Linked DNA regions of Drosophila melanogaster: all the other regions are linked to region 3. The links are chromatin contacts, called in public Hi-C maps. All regions are on one chromosome and are shown on one strand. The core of a region is the stretch at or near the end of the contact, and the rest is flanking DNA. Distances in the headings are between cores, read along the strand shown.

What was found. A called contact is a pair of places that touch in the nucleus more often than the background predicts.
Region 1: a Hi-C map of the S2 cell line shows a contact between it and region 3, with 3 times the contacts expected there. A contact is called at or near these places in 3 of 107 Hi-C or Micro-C datasets (the Kc167 cell line, the S2 cell line and eye imaginal disc).
Region 2: a contact with region 3 is called in a Hi-C map of the Kc167 cell line, with 2.3 times the contacts expected there. A contact is called at or near these places in 2 of 107 Hi-C or Micro-C datasets (the Kc167 cell line and eye imaginal disc).

The regions. Positions count from the first base shown.
Region 1 is chr3L:15,532,902-15,537,343 of dm6, forward strand. It overlaps CrebA (Cyclic-AMP response element binding protein A), which reads left to right and starts at 2,494. Exons shown (of 6, transcript NM_206374.2): 1 at 2,494-3,554. The coding sequence starts at 3,501.
Region 2 is chr3L:14,000,696-14,005,789 of dm6, forward strand. It overlaps upSET (upSET,), which reads left to right and starts at 1,432. Exons shown (of 8, transcript NM_140424.2): 1 at 1,432-1,606; 2 at 2,498-2,720. It overlaps Nprl3 (Nitrogen permease regulator-like 3), which reads right to left and starts at 1,185. Exons shown (of 3, transcript NM_168570.1): 1 at 1,095-1,185; 2 at 798-949; 3 at 1-738. The coding sequence starts at 931.
Region 3 is chr3L:14,981,356-14,986,485 of dm6, forward strand. mnd (minidiscs) reads left to right here and starts at 3,745. Exons shown (of 5, transcript NM_168601.3): 1 at 3,745-3,799. CG5114 reads left to right here and starts at 1,480. Exons shown (of 3, transcript NM_140474.4): 1 at 1,480-2,435; 2 at 2,558-2,765; 3 at 2,856-3,131. The coding sequence starts at 1,580. The coding sequence ends at 3,069. CG3349 reads left to right here. Exons shown (of 2, transcript NM_140473.3): 2 at 1-1,077. The coding sequence ends at 988.

The DNA.
Region 1 (4,442 bases), core at 1,244-3,743, 550 kb after region 3:
AAATCTTCACAGCCAAAAAGACGTGGATCTACAGGTAATATTATTTTGAAATAACACGATCGAATAGATAGAACTAGATTTTGAATATTACTTTGACATTTGAAACGAAGTTCAACTCTACACCAAGCTGCATAATAGAATAGGACTGATCTGATCACACTACTTTGAATTTAAAAATCTAATATAATAATCTAATTTAAAAAAATATTTTATTTCCATAAAGTGAATAAAAAGTGAATAAAGTGAAGTTATTTACTAACGGAAACGATTCGACAATCAATATAGGCATGTTGTCCGAGCTCAAATCCCACCCTGGCTCACAATCTTTTTTATTAATTCATATATATTTGTTATCAAAACTACAAACTGTACATTAAGCTTTCAGATCTTTCGATCTTGATGTTAAGTAAAATTATCAATAATGTCCTCTTTCTCTCCGTGTAAAATACAAAACACTCGCACACTTAGTCGATTCATGGGGCTGTTTATACACTCACAATGCACATTGATGATGTTGTTGATGGGATTGTGATTCAAGTATGTGCGCGTATATACACAAAATTTTGAAACAAGAAGGGAAAGGCTACCCTTGCAAATTTACCATAAACCTCTTAAATTGACACCGAGAGTCAATTGATGTGAAGCCATGGAATCGATCAACTTTGACAAGATCATCTTAACCTTTTTCCCAATTAGAAAGTGTAACGAAATGTTTTTGGAAGTGAGTGCGAACAAAACGCTCTTCTCTATATCGAATACAGCGCACAAATATCTGTGTCATAATTCAGGGAAATCCACTACGACCAAACGAAAGGAGAAATCAATGTACTCAGCGACGAAAAAGAAGGGCGCACCAATGATCTGATCCCTCTCAGAGGCGTCTTGTTGGCCCAGCCAATTTACTATGTGGTGTAAGCCATATTGGGGATTTTCAAATTTGAAATTTTTAAATGAATACAATAAAATCACGTCAACAAACAAGAAATTAGTGGCCGAGAGCTGTGTGTATATTTTCAGCGGGGGTATACATGACGTGCACGGAGCACGGAGCTATAGTCATATACCTATGCCTCTCCATATGTATTACACAAGCGTTTTTGTGAAAACATCGCCGTTGTCATCGTCGTTTGTCTGCGCTGTATCTGTTGCCCGGGCAGCTTTAAACCGGATCTTTGGTTTGAAAGTACATTCACTTTGCGTCGTCGCCGTCGTCGCAGCATTGCAGCAGCAGCAGCAGCAACAGCAGCGACAGCAGCAGCAGCATAAGTCCAGGCCAGGCCCCAAAGATCCCCACAGCCATATCCATATCCATAGGCTCTGGCTCTCAAAGATCTCCGAACAAAACTCTTGGCTCCCAGCTCCGGCAAACAGCCTTCAAATGACTCGGCTTGGCCCGCCTGTGTTGGAATGGCCCGACTCTCTATGGTCTGCACATGTGCATAGTTCAAATAACTTGGTCAAGTTGACAAGATCAACGGAGCGAGTGTTACCAAGCGGCAGCAGCCAAAGTCGGGTCTGGTTGCAGAGCGGGGTACACCCCCCGTCCTATTCCATCGTGCATTCGGGCCAAATCAAATACTCGCAGCAACAACACAAAATCTATAATAAAAAACAGGTTAACAAATGTTGCCGCAACGCTGACGTCGACGCAGCCCATAGCGTCGGAAGAAACTTGTTTTCCTTTCCTATGCGGCTCCGGGTCTCAAATCTCAAATCTCGGGCCCCTGGTCTCCGATCTCCGGTCTCAAAACGACGTCAAAGCCGGCTTACGACAATCAACTTACATTCACTTCTCGAAACCCCAAAGAGCGTGAAAGTTTCACTAAGAGCACGCTTTTCGGGAGAGAGTCGGATACTATCGCATTTGGATTCGGATTCGATGCCGGCTAACCCGCATGTTACACAGTATCAAGGGTAGATTGGTGGCCAAGAACCATGGGAATACAATATTTGAAATGTATAGTACACGGCTTCAGTCTTCAGTTACAACTACCCCAAACACGTTAAGAAGTCAATAAATTCAATTAAACTATAGCAAATGTAACATAAGGTATGTGATTAGTTGACCTTTGGGAACGAAAAGCAACAACCCCAAACGTTTCCCGTAGATTAACGAATCAATAACACTATTAACACAGGATATTAGAAATACGATGTTATTTTGTAGCGATCTTTTCAAATTGAAAGAGTATATTTAGGCCATTTATTGTACCTTTTCTCTTCTCATTTTAATGAGGAAACATCAATTCATCATATCCTTAATTTAAATTTGTTATTTTTTTTATTACAAAAGTATCAATTGTTCGAGGTTTTCTGTATGAAATTCTGAAATTGCCGGCATTATAAGCGCAGAGAGAGAGAGACAAAGAGATAGACGGAAAGAGAGCGCTATACGTGCGGAAGAGAGACAAAGCGTTGTAGCGGAAAAGAGAGCGACTGAGCGGCGGCAGCGACGTCAGCAGAGGACTGACGTTTCGATTCGTTCGTTCGCATTCACAAGAATTTCACCGACATTTAGTTTAGTACCGTTTTTGGCTGCAGTCGCACTACGGACAGTTTATTCTAATTGTGTGCTACCATCCCATACATCCAAACATACAAATATTATTGCTAAAGTTAACGATATTAACTACACATATTAAATGCTATTATACACGGGCCGAGCAAAGCCATTTCTAAAGCGGTTTACTGCCCATTCACACACAAAACACATCAAAAAATTCAATTAAATCAATTGAAATCGTAATCGAGTCCAAAACACAGTACAGCGAAAAGAAAAATCAAATAAACTAAAATTATATGGTTATCAACGTTGAATCTAAACATACATATAATAACTATTTTCTATGAAAATCGAGTGTTTCGTTTCCGAATCGGGAAAAAAGTTAATAATTCAATTAATGTTAACGCCAAATATAATCCGACGAGAAAAGCGCATGCAACAAGTTAAATCCAGCCGACAGTTGTAAACCAAGTTAGATCCGTACACAGATACACCCCAAATACCACAACCAATACGAATGAATGCCCGGTATACACATACAAACGAAAAAGTCACACACACACACACACACGCAGACTATAACAATGTCAAGTGAAAACATTCTCTGGAAGCAACAGGTTTCCCCTTAATAAGTGTTATAAAGAAGCAACCAACAGTCATCACCCAGAACTGTTCTTTACGGAAAAAAAGTAAAGTAAAAAATAAAAGAGAAAGAGAGGTAGAAGAGCGCACGAGGAATAAAGAAGATAAAGTATAAAGAAAGAGAAAGAGCGGAGAAAGAGCCACTTTTCAGTCAGCAAAATCGTATAAAAATAATAGTATAATACCATAAACTACAAAAATTATAAGAAGACAGTTCTTAAGTGGGTTAAAGTAGAAAAATTAGTGTGACTGCAACCGAGTGGAACCGAATTAAACCATACCACACCATCCCCGAACCGCAATAAAAAAAAAACAACTAAAAGAGTTCTTAGAGCGCATCTGACTAGCGCCAACCATGGAATTCTACGATGGCGACCTCAAAGATATATGGGACTCCGACTTAGATCCGGTAAGTGTTCAAATTACCACTCCCGAGCACAATTAAAAATGCGAAAAGCAACTTGTACCCCCATATTATATCAGTCAGAACAGAACCATTGATACTTGAGAGCTTTTATTACAGCAGGTATGCTTGATATGGGCTATACGAGTATGTGAAAGTTAAAGCCGACAACTCGAACGCAACGATAAGAAAATGTCCGAGATATACATTGGTAGCTCTTATATGTATATTATAGCTCACTAAATTTTATGTGGCAATGCCCCAACTAAACTTGGTGAACTCCTTGAACTTCGATCTTTGACTACAGAGACATCTTCAATACGATTATTAAGTCATTTCGGTGTACATTTTAAACATGCAAGAGTCGTGCTTCCACGAAACGAAATTGCATTTTAAAAAATCTAAAGAAAAACACTTTAATGACCCACATTAAGCTTATCAGTTGGGGAGAAAAAACGTGAACTTATTCATGAGCTGAATTCTAAGTATGATGATCGATTTGAGAAAAGGAAAATGAAGAAACGAATTTCGATCTCCAGGGTCCCACGGAATTTAGCCAGTTTTCTTTTCTTTCTCTGCATATTAAGTGGTTCGCATTTATATGTATATGTATGCGATCACCTGAGAGAATACCGATCACCGACAAACTGGCCTACGATCAAACCTGTCCCAAGCCACCTCATAAAAATGTCCGCTCACCGCACCACCAAAATTTCGAATGTAAAAAAAAAAAAAATAACCGTATAGTGAAAAAAACAAACCAGAATCTAATCGAACTGCCCGGCTTCCAGACATCAGACACCGTAATATACAACACACCCAGAATCACAGTTTTGGTTTCATTTTCGTGGAGGACGTTCTTGGATTGCCGAACCCAATGGCATTACTCAATAG
Region 2 (5,094 bases), core at 182-2,681, 980 kb before region 3:
ACGTCGACTAGCTGCCATAGCATGCGTGCCCCAGTCGGTGGAACGCAGTCCAACAATTCGGCAAAGTCGACCAGCAGCAACATGCCATGATAGGGCTTCAGTGCACGAAGGCACCGATCTATGGTCTCTGGATCCACCATGCTGCCCTTCTTATGGAGCTGGTGTGCCTTAGCGGGCAGACAGAAGCACAACGTTAGGTTGTGATTCAGCGAGGTACTCAGCAGTCCAGTGGTGCATAGATCATGGAAGATGGAGCGCAAGGCCTGTGCCAAGCTGCAGCGCTCTGCAATCAGCTCCAGTGTGCGTTCCAGCGGCTGTTGCTGCTGCTCGTCGTGTGTGCGAGCCATTTGAGCCGTCTGCTCGGTGAGATAGCCACTGCGCTGCTCCTCGAACTTCAGCGCCAGTCCAAGGCGCTTGCTCAGTTCGTGGTAGCACTTAACAATCGAGTAGCTGGCCTGTGCATGCAGCGCAAAAACAATGTTGATGAGCATCTGTTGCTTGGCCATTGGACCACTTCTCTGCTCCTTTTGCGGTATCAGAGTGGGATGACTGACAAAGCGTACGTCGTTCAGTTTGAGTTCAAACTTTTGGTTGCATAGCTGTGGTTTAACAGCAAACAGAGCGGACAGGACCTCATCTGCGAATCCCTGCAGTTGTCCTTGGCTCTTGGCAGCACCCAAGTGGGTGGGTGTCTGCAGCAGATCGTCCGTATTGGCCACGGCATAGGGATTGCGCTTTCTGTGATTGAATAAATCGGTATAGTCAAGCTGAGTGCCCTTTGAATTAATAGGTAGTACCTGGACTTCCGCTGCTCGTCGTTGGCCACCTCCGTTTGGCCGAGAGTCTGGTACGGATACCTGTACAGTAACCGATCCCCCTTGCTATCGAAGTAAACCAGGATTACGGCCAGGGGATTCACATTAGTTTCCATGGCACACAGACACTTCCCCTTTTATGTAAATTAAAATATGAACATTTGCATTATCAACTGGGGTCAGGGTCAACAAATAGTTGGCTATGTTTTCAAAAATACTTTATAAATCGTAGTTTGCTACAGAAACTACCTCAACAACTCTTTATTTATTTATTAGTACCTCAATTTGACTTCATTGAGAAATGGAAGCAAAGTAAATAAATGTAAAATATAAAATATATTTACAGCAGTGTGGCTCTCTTTTAGTTTGCATAAAATACCAAAAACTTATTTAAAATAGTAGTCATGTCAGTTTTCATTTTGCAGGCGAAACAATAATATAAATGCAACGCAATGGAATTTTTTTAAATCGTTTAAATTTACCATAGATACCTTAGATAATATATTCAAAAACTAAAAAATACTAAACGAAAAACGGTCTTACTATATAAATAAATATATATCGGCAAGGCTAATAGTATAGGATCCCTGGTCGAGCGATAACGATCTATCGCTCCGCTGTAGTGTGACCGTCTTCGGTTGGTCAGTCTCTAATTTTTTAGAAGCGGAAAGTTGTGAGCAAAACGTGTGGAAATTGTGCTCGAAACGTCAACAAAAAATTTGTGAAAATAACTGGGAGCGTAGTATGCGAACGCGGCAATCGCAGAACTATGAAATTCCCCTGTGAAACATGTTAGTTTGGCTGTAAAAGCACTTTTAAAAATGACGATTTCTTATTAGCGTGTTGGAAAAGAGGAAAACACACACATTGTGAGAGGCAAAATACGTGCGGATCGTAGGTGGGAGCGAGACGACGCTAAACGTGTACTAGCCGCGGTCTATATATACATATATATAATATTTGTGTGAGTGTAGGAGAGGTATAACTAATTCTACAAAAAAATATAGTTTACTTGGCTGAGTGGTTCGCTTCTGAATTAGTTTCGCACTCTTCGGCAGTATGGTGGCCAATAAGTTAATTTCAACTAATTGTCATTTACTTGTAGGTTTGTTTTTCTACTATGTCTTCGTTTCTGTATCTATTCCTTGTATTTTGGAAAATAGGATTAATAAGTGCCTAAAATGTAAATAGCTTGTGGTTAAATAGTTAATAACATAACTATTTTACTTTTTGTGTATATGTGCGCCAACATCCGTGTGTATAGATTTTACACATACCTACGTAGAAAGGCATGCACAGATATACGTTTGTGTGGGTATCAACGAATAGGCGGAAAGGCGAAATCGAAATATGTACGTACAGCATTTCGGAATGGCCAGGCGCAGTAGTAATAGGCTAAACAGGGAAACAGCGCAACACAAAAACCAAGAAGAAGAAGCAGGGCAGGCGAACAAAATAAAATAGGCGATAATAGTCAGTTGGCATGTCTTGTCCATAGGCTAGAACGGTCACACTAGCTATATGGTCTGCTCAAACCGACTGGTCGTCTCGCTCTTACACACGTCTTAAGCAATCCCAGTTTATGTGTTTTCCTGCGCGTTTTGTCTTCTGCTTCTTGTGCCATACGGTATTAATAATAATAAAATTGATTAATCAAAGTAGAAACATTTTAATTTGTGCAGGTAGTAAACGTTCGAAACAACGTCGCGCCATCACTTAAATGCTGCAAATCAACAATGTGCAACGGAACAAAAAAGAACCAGTGTTAAAGTGTATACAAATTTAATTTGTATTTATAAAATTGAAATATAAAGTTTCGAAATAAAAAATAAACCACGTAGCTTGTCGTTAAATTAAATTAAGTTGTGCAAAATGAAGTGAAAATTCAAAATAACAGAGTAAACGGTGAGTAAAACTAGTGTGTGTGTTTGTATGTGAGTGCGCGCCCAAATCGGAAATATTTTGAATCGAAAAATATACAGTCGAATGGGTTATACATATCTATTGGATCACATATATATGAAATTCAGATTTTATTTTGAGTCGAGCCAGTTAAATAAATATTTCATTTGTTGATGCGTCGATTTTGTATGGTTTTTTTTTTTGCATACTGTGTGTCGCCATATTTGATTGCATATTCTTTTTTCAACTAACCGTCAGTATAGCGTGCTCGCTCGCACAGCTTTGCGGGTTCATTTGTTTTGCTTTCGATTCCGTTTTGTGCAACGTGAAGGTAGATGTGCGTATTATGCCCCTCGCACAGAGTTGCCAACCCGAAGCAATTGTTTTGTTAAATTTCAAGTTGTTTTTAGTTTGTTTTGCTCGAGTTTCTAAGGAGATTATCTAAATCAGTATTAAAATCATATTTCGATTTGGCACACCCCTCCGCATTTGGATTGCAATGTGTATGCCGTGCAGTGTTTTTGTTGTCTCTACCAAAATTTTGACATGCGCATCAGCTAGTCGGAAAAACTTAACAACAAATCGACCGCAAAGTGAAATTAAAGTTGATGAGAATTAGTTGAACGATATCGACGACGCCATGTTGTTCCCATTATCCAGAATGTTAGCACAGAGCTATATAGTTTTTATTTTATTTTCTTTCGCCCTGTTTTCGTCAAACTTTTTATTGCGTGCTCCAGCGTTTACACGCCTGTACGCCGTGAAGTTGGCCGCAGTTAACATAGCTAAGTGTTAGTGTGTGTGTGGGGAGAGCTATGGTGGTCTCGCTCTCGCTTACAGGCATTGCTCGAATGTTCCTGTTCTGCTCTTTGCGCATACGTGATTTTTGCAATTGTTATTTATGCCTTGTGCTTTGTACGCGCGAATTTTCGCCACAAAATGAAAGCAAAAGTTGATAGACAACTTTTTGCCTGCGCTCGGCTTTCGTTATTTTCTGCGCAGCGCAGACAAGACCATCGTCAAAATATTATTTCGCGAAAGCTAAGCCATTCGATAATTTCAAAGGTTGTCGCGGAACGAAACCAAACCGCCACAACCCCCTAAAACCACCTCCCAACCCCACAGATTTTTTTAATGGTGTAATATCCATAATAAAATCCCATGCAGTCTCAATTCTTGATTAGTAATTGACCGAATTAGACGGACCAGAACTAGCGAGCAAGTGAATTAAAATAAGACGCAATTAAAGTTGACACTTTGTAGCTGGTATGCAAAAACTAAAACCCATTTTACGCTTGGCGACTGTTTCAATGAAAGTACAGCCAAAGCAATGCCCCTGATATTGTGCAGTCACGTAGTCCATTGGTCAACAAGCTAATATGAGCAGCATTACTATTTTTAATTGTAGGTTCATTTTTATTCCGTAGATCACAATAGGAGTCTTTCTCTTTTCGACTCACTCGTTTAGATGTGTGCGTCTGCGAGCCTCGATAAGCTTTGTATTTGTTCTACTTCATCTAGCGATGCAACAAAAGCCATAGCAACAAAAAGAAATCCCCAACAAAAACGACACGAAAGCAGTGGCGGATTAAAAATCCTGCTTGCGGGGAAGCTCTCGGAATTTAAAGAAAACAGCAAACAAAACTTAATTCTTTCGATAATATTTTGTTGATATAATGAATTAGATTTTGGCGCATATGTATATCCCAAATGAACCCCCTTGGAACCGCCCCTGTACGAAAGCACCGTGGCCACTTTTCATGTGTTTGTGTGCTCGCGATAAGTTTCAACGTGCATTTGCAGGCACGATTTACGGGGATCTGCTGCTGTCTTGCTCACACCCACGAACCGATAATGCGCGCGAATGGGGCTTATTGTGTGAGCTTGTGTGTAATTTGTTTATGGCGCGCATTTTACTTGCGGATGTTGTTGTTGTTGTTGTTGTAGTATTTGTTGGGGTTGGGGTAGGGTTGGTCCCGCACACGTGCGTGTGTGTGAGTGTAGTTCACCTTCTTTCCGACGATGAGCGAACCAAATTCTCCTTCGCCCCTCGCTCTTTCGTGTGTATTTTTAACTAAGAGCATTGTAAGATTCTTTCTAAATGTTGAGATGTAGCGTCGATGCTAGTGTGTGTATTTGTAACCCAAATCAAAATTTACGACAGCCCCAACCGCTCTATGTGTGGCGTTATCTTTTGTGGCCCATTGAGAAATATGAAACAAAACATGTAACGGAAATGAGAAATGCATACCACAGTCACTATCAAAGAGTTCTAAGCTCAACATCCTGGCTTATCAAAACGCAGCTTGAAGTTGAAAAATCAGTTTTATCGATTAACCTGGTGGTGGCCTTTACATATGTAGTTGCATCTTGTATC
Region 3 (5,130 bases), core at 2,495-4,994:
TTCCTTGTACGGAGAAGAATGGCATCAAAAAAACATATTAAAGGATCTCGAATCGAAAGTAAGCCAATTGGAATATAAAATCAATAACTTGAGCTTGTTGGAAGACGTAAATTGGCCAAAGCTTAGAAAATCCGTGGACGATGTTAATAAAATGTTCGAAAACAGTCCATCATTCTTCGCTAATATAACTGTTATTTCCATGAAAAATGGCATGAAGTTCAAAGGTCAATCAACCTCAGATTTCGCTATCAACCTAAAGAAAAAAAGTGAAGTAAGATTTTGTACAAATGAGTCTATTAAACTAAATGACTACTTGGAAAAAATTGAAAAGGATAAAAATAAAATTGTCGCTTATTATAATCAGCAAGAAAATGTTGTCAGAGCGCATTTTAACGAACTTTTAGACAAGGAAAAAGAACTGAAATATCATAGCCCGAAAAGCTTAACCTTGAAAAAAAGTGACATGACTTATAAAGTTGATCCATCTGTTTCAAGCACGAGCTCATTACAACTAGATATTAATCAATTGGAAAAAGATATAGACAACTTAACAGAGAATGGGATCGAAAAATTTGAGAGGCAACTGCAATATACCCGATTAAAATTCGAAATGGACAAGCAACAAATTGATCGCAAACTCGAAGAACAGCTAAGAAATATTAATCTTTTCAGAGAGGAGATGAAAAGGGAAGAAAATCTAATCGCAGAACGTTTAGCTAAATTAGACACGCCGAAGGAATATGACGAAAAACTAAGTAAGCTTGAGGCTGAAGCCATGGATTTTCCAAAACAAATAGCGAATTCCGAAAAAACACTTTTGGACCAAATCGCTTCGCTACAACAGCAAATAAAAACCCTGGAAAAGGAGGCGGAGAATACTGAACATAGAGCCGATCTATGCGATGCTGAATGTGATTTTGGTGATCTAGATTCTATTGATGAATTGATGAATAGAGTTCAGGCTGTCAAAAATAAATTAAATAATTGAAATTCAAAGATAGTCATGATGCTTTAAAGCCAATATAGTAATAATACCATATAATATTAATATATACTAAGCATTAATTTAAGTACTTGCTTAATGACATTTTTAACATCGTTAAATATAATTAAGCTTTAAGAACATCTTTTGTTCATTTGTGCATAAGGATCAAACAAACGCAAAGTAAAAACAAATTTCAATACATCTTAGGTCAAACCTATAAACCTTTACTTTAGAGTTCCTAATCGGCTTCCTCGTTATTGCAATTTGTTGTTGCATTAAATGAATTAAAAATAACACCCCCAAAATATAGTTTGATTTTATCATGAAACCTGCTTACGTTTTACTACCAAGATGAACGTGTCAGCATAGCCCGCTTCAATTTGAAAATTCCGCTCAATTTTTGACATTTGGCAACACTGTATTTTGGCTAAAAAAATAATCGACGAAGTCGATAGTCCCAACAAGCAATCGATGTTTAAAAAACATTGGCGAACGAGTTGCCAGACCATTGATTTTCTAGCACGTGTGATACATTCATTTAATTGTTATTTTTATGCAGCTTAACTTGCTATTTGGACCATTAAGAGAATAGGAATGCGTGACAACACACCGCCACACCGGCCAGATTTCGATGACGGCGACGACGAACTCCAGGAGATAATTGAGCTGGAGGAGCAGCCGCTGGACGAAGATGACGACGATTTGGAGGAGGTGACGCTGGAGCAACTGGAGGCCCGGCTTGCAATGGCCGGTGGCGATGATGATGAAGAGGAGGACGAGGAGGAGCTACGTGACCGTGAGAGAATAGCAGCCATCACGGACGAAGCTACGGTCACTTTCAAGAAGCACACCGCTCCTGTTTTCGCCTGCAGTCTGCATCCCAACTACAATTGGGCGGTGACGGGCAGCGAGGACGATCGAGCTTTCGTTTGGGAAACCTCCACCGGCGATGTCCTCTACGAGATCACGGAGCACAAGGACACCGTCACGGAAACGCATTTCAGTCACGACGGCGTCTATTTGGCCACCGGTGATCTAGCCGGCGATCTGTTTGTCTTCAAGGTCAGTGAAAAGCACGACGAACGTCCGATCCTGACTAAAATCTGGGAGTACTCCATGAGCGACATGTCCTGGCTCTTCTGGCATCGAGCTGCCCACATCCTGCTGGCGGGTAGTGACAGCGGAGAGGTCTTCGTTTTCCGCATACCCAGCGGTGAATGCAAAATCCTGCCGGGACAATCTTCGCGTTGCGAGTCCGGAGAGCTCAGTGGGGATGGCAAAAAGCTGTTCACGGCCTACGTGAACGGATCCGTAAAGCTGTGGGATCTCAAGAGCTGTCAGGTGCTCATTGACGTAAACGAATCGCATCCAATGGGTTTCGGCGAGATCACGCACGCGGTGGTGGCCTGCGAAAGGGAATCGCCCTTCTACGTCTGCGCTGAGGCGTCCGGTGAGTGCTCCAGTGGTAAAGGAATTCGGTATAATACCAGTTTCCATAACAAAACTATTAGTAAAAGCAATCATGTTCTCCATTGCATATAAACGGCAACTAATAGATTTATTTTCGTTCAGGAAAAATGCTGTTCTGCACTAACAACGGTCCGGTTAGCACAATCCAGTCGGAACACGGAATTGAGTGTCTGGCCTTTGCTCCCTCCTCGGCGGATCTAAAGCTCTTTGCCTGTGGCTCGCTGGACGGCAGGATATCCATCTGGGACTATGCCAAATCAGCGTTGCGTACCATATGCGAAAATCCAGTTCCCAATGATGCTGTCATAAGGTGAGCACCGCATAAAACTGTAAAAAATATTATAACTTTGATTTAACTTTTAATTTGGTTGTTGCTTACTAATTGCATTAATTATTCCAGGATCAAATGGTTGAACGACCACACGATACTTGCGGCCACCTCGCAGGGAAATCTGAACGCATTCGACGCACGCACAGGAATTCTGAAATTCACGCTGACGGGACACTACTATCACATCTACGAGTTTGTCTACAAGCCTCAGGAAAATCTATTGCTAACGGTATCCGAGGACAACACGGCCAAGATATTCAAGGTGCCGGCGCTGGGCGATTAGTTAGGTTTTAAAGTTTTGTACTGTGCTATATATATGTAAATAGTAAATACATATTAAAATTTATCTCAGTAGCCTGGTGCAATGAACCCATGTGGCGGTCCTGATACACTTGCCCCATATATGTACAAGAAAAAGGGGGGAGGCACAGGGCTGACTAAAGATAGAACACACAAAGAAGGTTACAGTTTGGGGTAACAAAATAGAACTGAAAAGGATTCCGGTTTTTTTGCATTGTGTCAAGAATATTATACTATTTGAAGTTTTTGTAAATTGGTAAGGAAATTTAATTTCATGCTGTCAATTTGGGTTAGGAAAAGAATTATTGTTTTTTAACTTTTTAATGGGTCAGAACTATGGTTTTAATCGGAAGCGTATATGAGAAGTAAGTGCATTCTAAATGCAACTGCAACGAATTCTCTTCAATATCTGGTTCTCTTAGGGAGAATGTGACATGCGTATTGCATTGGGAGCACATCCAAAGAGACAAACACTTGTTTATGTTTTTGTTTGTCGGTTGTCGTTCACCTCCGACATCCACACACATACACGCACACAAAGGCGAACAATTGTCTAAAAAATGAAAACGAATTTTCAGATTTACATATTTATTTACCTTTCTGTTGTATTATATTATTAAAGCTTTTTCGGAAGAGCGACCCACGGATGGAATTCTCGACTCAGTCTGCATCGGGTTATCAGTGCGAATGGGTAACGGTTCTCCCTCTATCGGGTAAAAAAATAATGCTGAAACGGTTCAAAACGTAGTCTCCCAGGGATTTTAACTGCGTGAAAATATCATAAGCAAATATTTAAAGCGCAGCGAGTGAATATTTGAATTACATTAAATTTAATAAAGCAATAGCACAAAGTTCTGCAGCTATAAATAAAACTTACAATGTTCATTCGCAAGTTTGAGTACATTTATATTACCCTGTGGAATGGTAATCACGAAAACTTATGACTCGTGGCATTATATGATGAAGCCTCACCGAAATATTAACGAAAATTGCATATGGAAGTGATCCATCATATTTTTCTTTTTCAAAATATACACATTAAGTGCGGCGCGGGGGAGTTAAAAAAAAGTAACAAGAAAGAAAGGGTTAATTTTGAGTTCTAAAATTGGAATACCCTATAAAAACTATGAGAGAATTTACAAATCCTGTGCAAAAGTGATCATATCCGATTTATTAAAATTACAATCAAATTGAAATGAAAAATTCAAAAATAGCAGAATAAAATAAAATTAAACTTAAAAAAGATCATATATTTTAAAAATTAATCAACTAGTTAAGACATCCGTCTGAATAAACATTGAAATCTGATGAATCAATAGATGTTAATGACATGTATATGTCCATATCCTTCTTCTTGAGCTTATAGCTAGAATACCCTCCGAAAGTGTATTAAAGCTGATATCCCGCAGCTACGAGGCGACAATAAAAGTCACACGAAATCACAGTTAATCAACCACAAACGGGGGCCCGAACTGATCCACCGAAAGCACTGTAATTGTGGCTGTGGCGACACCACCACACCGGCGAATAATACAAAAAAAAACAGCGCCCTGTGTGTCTCTTTTACAATTAGATTACCAGAGGAGCTCTACGTATCCAAAATGATCCCATCCCGCTGGCTGAGCCACTAAACTGAGCGGAGGCGCTACACTTGCTTTGTTTATTATTTGTAGTAGTTTTTATGGCGGTCGCGAGGGAGGTAAAGATGGGCAGCTGCTAATCCATATAGCCAGTCAGTCGGTCGGGCACTAAAGGTTCACGATTCACACAATTGAATTATCACAGTTTGAAATGTCAAATGCACGCGCCTGGCGATGATCCATACCCACCCCCCACCCCACAATCCACCAACGAAACTACACTTCATGATAATCCGCTCAAGTGTTTAACAAAAGTCGCTCGGTTTGCATTAATGAGCATTTTGGCGCATAAAAGACCGCCGAATCCATTGGAGTAATCGTCGTCAAATGAGCAACAAAAGAAGCCTTATATTAAATGGGGTCTCCGTTGGGTAATCTAACTAACTAATCCGTAACTCTCTTCA